3 separate regions of the Ovis aries genome follow, and all the other regions are linked to region 2. The links are chromatin contacts, called in public Hi-C maps. All regions are on one chromosome and are shown on one strand. The core of a region is the stretch at or near the end of the contact, and the rest is flanking DNA. Distances in the headings are between cores, read along the strand shown. Region 1 overlaps MYO10 (myosin X). Region 2 holds the start of MYO10 (myosin X). Region 3 overlaps MYO10 (myosin X).

Evidence for each region. Hi-C and Micro-C count contacts between places; a contact is called where the count stands out from the background.
Region 1: a Hi-C map of liver shows a contact between it and region 2, with 2.5 times the contacts expected there. The contact joins the enhancer-like site here to the promoter of MYO10 in region 2. A contact is called at or near these places in 2 of 16 Hi-C or Micro-C datasets (liver and skin fibroblasts).
Region 3: a contact with region 2 is called in a Hi-C map of mixed tissues, with 2.5 times the contacts expected there. The contact joins the enhancer-like site here to the promoter of MYO10 in region 2. A contact is called at or near these places in 2 of 16 Hi-C or Micro-C datasets (mixed tissues and tail adipose tissue).

The regions. Positions count from the first base shown.
Region 1 is chr16:56,467,213-56,469,912 of ARS-UI_Ramb_v3.0, forward strand. The region is part of intron 2 of MYO10 (myosin X); the gene reads left to right. Among named protein-coding and RNA genes, the nearest start is that of MYO10, 69 kb to the left of the region's middle. Within about 2 kb of position 1,334, at least 1 of the 54 cell types and tissues checked has an H3K27ac peak or open chromatin away from gene starts, as enhancers often do. A contact at or near this core is called in liver, where this site is marked.
Region 2 is chr16:56,398,020-56,400,719 of ARS-UI_Ramb_v3.0, forward strand. It overlaps MYO10 (myosin X), which reads left to right and starts at 1,272. Exons shown (of 40, transcript XM_060400564.1): 1 at 1,272-1,791. The coding sequence starts at 1,771. LOC121816822 (a long non-coding RNA gene) reads right to left here and starts at 2,484. Exons shown (of 2, transcript XR_006056542.2): 1 at 2,077-2,484; 2 at 1-827.
Region 3 is chr16:56,525,260-56,527,959 of ARS-UI_Ramb_v3.0, forward strand. All of the region lies in intron 2 of MYO10 (myosin X), which reads left to right. Among named protein-coding and RNA genes, the nearest start is that of MYO10, 130 kb to the left of the region's middle. Within about 2 kb of position 1,307, at least 4 of the 54 cell types and tissues checked have an H3K27ac peak or open chromatin away from gene starts, as enhancers often do.

The DNA of each region.
Region 1 (2,700 bases), core at 84-2,583, 69 kb after region 2:
ATTACCTTGACTTTTTATCTTGGTTTTTTTTTTTTTTTTTCTATGTCTCCTCAGCAAGCTTTCTGAGAATGGGAGTCTGTCACTGCTGGGTCCTTAGCACTTTGGGCTTTCTTGGTGGCTCAGATGGTAAAGGGTTTGCCTGCAGTGCAAGAGACCTGGGTTTGATCCCTGGGTTAGGAAGATTCCCCTGGAGAAGGAAATGTCAACCCACTCCAGTATTCTTGCCTTGAGAATTCCATGGACAGAGGGGCCTGGTGGGCCACAGTCCATGGGGTTGCAAAGAGCTGGACACGACTGAGTGACTAACACTGTTTCACTTCAGCATCGGGGAGCAGAGCTGGCCCATGAAGACACTTGAATGCTGAATGCCTCTGAAGCTCTATTTGCAGTCAGCATGGAGCCAGTTAGGAGGACGCCTCATTAGCAGGATGTGTGCTCTGTTGAGGCTGTTATCATATTACATTTTAAGGAGGAAATCACAAGTCTGAAAGGGCCACAAGTGACAGAAGAAAAAACCTCCTTGTCAGAAGAGTCATGTTGGGAGTTTGGCTGGATTATTTCTGTCTTGGCCACGTAAGAACCACCCTTAGGCTGTATAAGGCCAGAGCAAAATAGAGAGCCATTGAAAATAATTAAAAGGAATGACTTTTTCAAAGGAATTATTTTACTTGATAGACTCCAAAACCATATAACATTCACTTTTGTTTTTTGAGGAGGAGTGGTTGGCTGTTGAGTTTGGTTCAGAGTATCTTCCCACAGTTTGACGTTTTGAAACCTGAGATGGTTCTAGGTACTTCAGCATCTACAGTGAAACAGGACGCGGCTCACAGTAACAAATACTATTAGGTACATTGGTGTTCTAATGAGTGTGAGTTGTATCAAGTATCATACACCTTAGCTTGCCAAGGGTGCACACCATTTCCATTACCTGCCCTATTCCCAGCATCTGAAAAATCCATCAGTAATGGCTCAGATGGTAAAGAATCTGCCTGCAATTTGGGAGACCCAAGTTCAATCCCTGGGTCAGGACAGTCCCCTGGAGGAGGGAATGGCTACCCACTCCAGTATTCTTATCTACAGAATGCCATGGACAGAGGAGCCTGGCAGGGCTACAGTCCATGGGGTCACATAAAATTGGGCATGATTGAGCGGCTAACACATACAAGACCTTAAGAAACCCTTGTCTCTGGGGCCTGTCTCCCTGCTCCTTTAAGTGAATCCAATTTATTTCTGACCTTTGCTTTCAGAGCAGCCTTTTGCCTTTCCCCTCAGCCTAGACCATTTGGACTGAACAGCCAGGCCCCTCCCTGTCTGGCACCCCCATCGGGTGGGTGGATGGGTAGGGAAGGGTTGGATCTCTGTAAACAGTATTTACTGGCCCCAGTGAGCCTCTAGTTGAACACACACACACACAATGATTTTGCAGGAAGGAGTAATTGGTTTCTGCCTAGGGTCATGACCTTCTGTGGCTCCCTGTCCCCGGTTGGGTCAGCTTATTGACTTTTTCCTTTGTGGCTGTTTCTCGACTTTGGCCTCCTCTTTCTTCCCCAGGTTCGTTGAATGAGCCTCCTCCCCCCGTTCCTTTGGCTTGATCTGTTTATTTGGACTCAAGCCTGACTCTGTCCTGCCTGGGCATCTCCTCTTCGGTCAACCTCTGGATTCCAGGCTCTGCTCTGGGTCGCTCAGCCAGCTTGTGCCTCTGTGAGCCTGTGGTATGTCCAGACCCTTTCTGCAGTCCCTGGGATTCCTGGTCCTGTGACACATGTGTCCAAGCAGAAATGGGCTGGCGTTTTGTACTGTTGGATCCATGGTCCCTTTCGGTGGTTTTGTACCATTGGATCTTTGGTTGCTTTCAATTTTGTAGATAGCTGAGGAACTCAGATTGTTCATACTTGAGGGTGAGTAGGATGGTGCCTTGCATTCTTGATACCTATGAATGCTGAAAAAATAGCTTTCATTAATGTTGGATGCTAAGCTCAGACCAGGTGGTAACTTTGGAAGAGGCGGTGTCGAAAACTGATTACATCAAAACTCAGTTTTGTTTATTTATTTTTTTGAGGCTTAACTACTATACCTTTATTATAAGTATCATTATGTGAAAAGTCGATGTGAAGATCTTATTTGAAACCAAAAATAGTTCAGAAAATTATCTATGGCAGGCAGACACAGCACCATTGGATGCTGGGTGTAATTTCGATAGAAAATGCAGAGGCCATTTATTAGAACAAATTTAGGCAGTTGTTGGCTTATGATGGAGGTGCAAATGCATTTGAGAAATTCATTTATGGGCCTGTTTTTGGAACTAGTTTTCTGAAAGACTCAGTAATATGCACAGGGAATTGGTTTCTCAGTGTTCTACAGAGACCTGCGCTAGTACCTGCAGTGCAAGGCTCAGGAGGGTGTGACAGACCCCTCCCGCATGAGCTCAGCTTCAGACATGTGCTGAGTTCTCCACCGCATTCTTCCCAAGGTCGCCTCCCTGGAGAGCTGTGGTAAATGGAGACACCCCACTTCTAAGCCATGTCCTCCTCATGAGGGTTGGCGTTGAGGATGGGTAAAGGGGTGGTTTAGTTGCTCAGTCGTATCTGACTCTTGCGACCCCATGGACTGTAGCCCACCAGGCTCCTCTGTCCAGGAGATTGCCCAGGCAAGAATACTGGAGTGGGTTGTCATTGGCAAGAATACTGGAATGGGTTGCCA
Region 2 (2,700 bases), core at 22-2,521:
TGAGTGGCTGGACACCTCTGGGCAGGCTTCCCAGGAAAGATGTCTTTCTGACTTGAGTTTTAAAGGATAAGCAGTTGCCAAATCCCCTAGAGAGAGTTTCTCAAACCACCTGTGGTTAAGAACCAGTCGTTTTTGTTCCCAATCTGCCAGGTACCAATAGGAAACCCCTGCTGTGCCAGGTATGACTCACCAGGAGTCTGACAACACCCAAACTGGTTTATTCTCGGTTCAGAGTCCACCAATCACGTGCTTCTATGTCGTGGTGTTTTTTACATTGCTACAAATGTTTTTAAACCTTTGCTCTCATTTTCTGTTACAGACAGGTTCCAGTTTGCAGAACAGCACAAGGCAGCTGAAACTTGCTGGAAATGCAAGATTATCAGCGCTCACTCTAATCAAGTCCAATCTGCATTTTAACCAGATTCCCAGGTAATTCCTGTGCACGCTAAAGTTCGAGGGATTGCCCTAGAGACCCCAGGACTCGGTATGGGGGTGGGAGGATTTGAGCTTTCACCCACTTCCACTTGGCTATCTGCTTCCTTTGGGTCAGTGGAAACGGTTACATTTTTTAAGGTGTAATTGGCCACGTCCTCTTCCAGTTCACAAAACTGAATTTTCCCGCCGCGACGAAAACTTCTTGTAACCTGAGTGCAGGAGAGAAACTCCATACGGGTAGGCGGCTTCCAGAAATTCTGATCAGCCTTCGTTCTCTGCTTTGATCTGGCCCAACAGCCGGGGCAGCTCCTCGGATCGCGCTTCCGTCCCCGGGGTCGATCATCTGCCGAGCTGCATTAATAAGTTCCACGTTGAGCCGGTTCCAGGGTCTGCTAAAGATCAAAGGCACACACACACACACACACACAAATCCCCCAACCCCTCCTCCTCCTCAGTGACTATTAGGTCTCTATCACCAGAGGGGCGTCAACTTCCCCTCCCCTCCCCACAATGGGGAGGGGAGGAGGCGGGGAGGTAGTCCGCTAAGCGCTAGGGCCCCACCAGCCTCCGAGTCTCCAAGCCCGCGGCGGCCCGAGGCGCGGAGTGGGCGGGGCTTGAGCGAAGTTGGGGGCGGGTCGCGCCGGCCGGGCGAGGCCTAACCTGGCGGAAGCGAGGGGAGGGGCGGGCTGAGGGCGGGGCTCCCGGAGGGGTAGGGCGTGGCCAACGAGCTTCTGGTGGGCCGGCTGAGTGGGCGGGGCTCAGCCGTGGGCGGGGCGAGACGAACGAGTGGGCGGGCCCGGACGAGAGGGCGGGGCGAGCCGTGCGCCCCTGTCCGCGAGTCTCGGTGTGACCGTGAGCCGGTGAGACCCGGGCGCCGGAATCCTCACCGCCGCGGCGCTCGAGCCGGGAGAGCCACCTCCGGGGCTCGCTCTGTGGCCGCTGTTCCCCTGCCCGCCCCAAGCGCCTCGGGCCGGAGCGCAGAGGGAGTGGGGCGCACTCTCCAGCCGCCCCCCGCCGCCCTCCCCCAGCCCGGGGGAAGAATGTGCCACCAGCTGTTCTCCGCTCGCGAGCGCTGCGCCCAGGAGTGAGGAACTTGGAGCCCGAGGAGACAAAGGCTGCAGTTGGGACGGATGCGTTAAGAGACTGGGGTTTGGGCAAACAAAAGGTGCGAAAGCCGAGAAGGGGGAGACGGAGATGGCAGCGGGGGAACCCCGCGGGCTCGAGTTTCTGGGAGTCGCGCCGTGACACGCATGGTTCCCCCGGACCTTGGGCTGCATTGACTTCCGCGAGAGCTGGGAGCCGGACTTGGGCAAGTTGGGGAGCGCACGGGGAACAATGGACAACTTCTTCCCCGAGGTGAGTGAGCTCGCGGCCGGGAGGGCGGGCGCGGGCTCCCTTCCTGCCGGGGACCTGGCCTCCGGGAAGGGAAGCGGTGCGCCCCCAGAGCCGCGCGCACACCCGCTACCGCGCGCGCTAAGCCCGAGAGGGCGAAACTTTCGGGGAGTCGCCAGAAGTCGAGCCCCGGGGTGGGGAGTCTCACGGCTGAATAAGCCGGGGAAGGATTTTATTTTGTCCCGCGCTCTCATTTGGCTCTGGGATGCCGCGAAGGTGAGCGTCCTGGCGCAGGGGCGTCTGGCTTACCGGCTGTCCCGCGGCGCCCCGGGCGAGGTGAGCCGGCGGACGAAGGGCCCCGACGGGAGGGCTGCCCGCCCCGCTGCCGGGGTGCGGGAAACCCCATGAAAAGGCTCACTGGGGACGTGCCTTTTCTCCAAGAAAGGTCTGGTCTGGTATTTCCTTTGCAAAACGTGCCGGCTTCCTGTGAGAGGGCGCAAACACTTCCAGAGGAGACGCTTAATGAAGTGTGAGAAGGGGGCGGCAAGCGTTCAGTCGTTGACTTGAGTTTTCGCCCGTCGGACCTTTGGAGTGTAGTGCTCCCCAAGAAGTGCTCCTTCAGGCTTTGAGATCCGGCTTTGAGATCATTCCAGAGCGTGAGATCAAAAGATCACATGTTTGTGCTGACTGTCCTTGGCAGATTTTGAATTCGAATGTAAAGAAAATCGTTTAGGGCGCACTTTGGTTATTTTGAGAGATGGAACTGATATTCCTTTTAGGGTCATTGAGGGCGGGACACCGCAGTTACTTGAAACCCTTGACTTGAGAACCTTTTTTTTTTTTTTTTCCCCTGGGATCGAGCGTTACTGTGGTTTCTTGGCTCCCTTTCCTTTCTTGGTTGTGTTTATTTAACAAATTCTATTTAAGTTTGAG
Region 3 (2,700 bases), core at 57-2,556, 130 kb after region 2:
AATCGCTAGAGCAGGAAGATCCCCTGGAGAAGGAATTGACAGCCCACTCCAGTATTCTTGCCTGGGAAATCCCATGGACAGAGGAGCCTGGCGGGCTGCAGTCGACGGGGCCACAAAGAGTCAGACACGGCTGAACGGCAAGGGAGTGGTCCGTGGCACACTCAGGGAACGCATGTTTTCTCACCGCTCTTGTGACTTCTGACCGCATTGCATCTGTTGCATCCCTTGATACTTAACTTACAACTAGGCTGATCTCCTCCCCGCTCCACTCCTCAGTCTCCATGTTCACTTCCATGTCGAACTTTCCTTGTTATTCAGCAAATCTCTTATCCATGCAGCCTTTGTTTTAGTGACAAAATAATCCATGCAGGGTGGTGTGTTCAAGGTAGTGGGAGAAAAGATAAAGGTGCCTCAGGCTGTAAATATTTTTGCTGATGGACCTCAGCCACCTCATCTAATATGAAGAAACCGTTAGGAACTATGACTTTGGTTGCCATGTTGATTTACACCTTCCTTTGGAAGGGGGGGTCCAAAAATATCATTTGGCACCAGTATGGACCCAAACATTGGAGAAGGAAATGGCAGCCCACTCCAGTATTCTTGCCTGGAGAGTCCTATGGACAGAGGAACCTTGTGGGCTGCAGTCCATGGGGTCGCAAGAGTCGGACACGACTGAGTGACTTTGACTATGGACACAAACGATGAAGATGAGAAAGTAACTGAAGCTGCCCCCGCTTCTGTAACTGTTAGGAGAAAAATGTGTTAGGATGTGGGTGTTCAGTCACCTTTCTGGAGGTGCTCAGACTCTTTTCTCGAATATTCTGTGGGTTGACCCTGAAGATTGTGGGAGCTGTAAAGGAGTTTTATGCAGAGGAGTGTCTGTCTTCAGGTGTTCATTTGTCAAGGGTACAGCTAGGATTGAACACACAGGACTTGAGTGGGAAATGAATGAGGAAGGAGATTCGGGGGTAATTGAGCAAGTGTGGTCAGGGTGGTGTGGATGGAGAAAGAGGGGGTTGATTGTAGAGTTAAACAACTCCACGTGCTTGGGTGTGGCCAGCACGTGGAGACAGTGGCCAGGGACTGTGAAGCTGGAAAGTGGGACGATTCCCGTCCTATATGCTTGTGGGTGAGTGGGGAATGGGGGCGTCACCGCAGACCTGTGGGAAAGCACCCCCCCGATTAGGATCCAGGGTCCTGCCCTTGCTCGCTGGCTCTCTTCCTTCCTCTGTCAGCAGGGGCAGCTCTGTTCCTCTGAACCGTGGCCTCTGGGCTGCCCGTAGGTCAAGGTTATGTCGCAGCGTGTCTGCGTAGGTCAGTTGTCCTCTGTGCCCCGCGGTTCTGAAACATCAGTCAAGTTGTTTTGCAAACACGTAGAGCTAATTGTGATTTGAAATCTGGTGTCAGGCCTGTCGAGAAATGAATGACTCACGTCATTAGTGAGGAGGTGAAACTGTAAAACGTGTGCTTTCATGTTAAAAAAGCCTAACCTACCTCTGGAACTAAGTGGAGGTGCTTACAGGAAGAGGCATTTTGAACTCTCCATGAGGCACGGTTTCGCACAATCTTGAAAAATAGCAGTGAAAAACTGGGTTCTTTCTCCATACCAGCCAAACACACATTTTACATATGCTTTCCTCTTCTTTTTTCCTGGAGGTGGGGAGAGATTCAGATGATTGAATTTGGGCTCAAATTCAGACTGGTTTTCTCTTGCCCCCTGTTGGCATAGGGGAGTCCATTGGTTGAATTTATGGGCAGCCACAAAATCTATAAGACAAAGTATTCAAGAGTGGGACAGTCTTCAGATGGGTTGGAATGATTTTTGAGCCAGAGACACTAGCTGGGCGTGAGCTCACAGACCAGCTCTAACTGTGTGTTGGGGACCAGGCTCAACTGGGGAAGGTATGGGAATGTTAGTGGGTCATGGGCATAACCACCACTGGCATGATCCTTCCCTCCTAGGGGCTGCCTTAGTGCTGACCACCTGCTGTTCAGAGAGCCCCGCTTCCTGCACCTAGAATCTCTGGGGATTGGGAGGAGGCACGGGTGTGTCTTCTGTAACTGCTACACTATGGACCTCGTTGTCTTTCTGAAAGACCTTAAAACTACTTCACTGGGCCTAGTGCAATGAATTACTCAAACACAAAACTAGGCATAAGATGTTTTGGAAGTTCTATCTTCACCTTTACTAACAAACTTAATGTCCTGTGGGTCTCCTGCCCCCATACAGAGTCCACGTCATCTGTGTCAGGGTAAGTGACTTCTTTTGTTTGTTTTTAATTTTACTTATTTATTTAGGCTGTGTTGGGTCTCAGTTGTGGCACACAGGATCTTTCGATGTGGTACATGGACTCTCTCGTTGTGGCACCTGGACTCAGTTGCTCTGCAGCAGGCGGAATCTTAGTTCCCTGACCAGGGATTGAACCCCTGACCCCTGTGTTGGAAGACAGATTCTTTTTCTTAAGTGATGCTGGGGGGCTGGTTCCCCAACCAGGAAAGGGGAGCATGCCCATGAGGTTTTGACTAGTCATCACTTTCAAAAGAAAGCTTGTATTAAAAGGTTATGATGTTTTAATTTTTATTTTTACTTTATTTTGCTAATAAAGTAAAAATAAAAATTAAAGTAAAAAGAAACACACAAATACTTCCTTGTTAACAAATATAGATTTATAGTCTCAGTTTTATTTTCTGAATAAAATT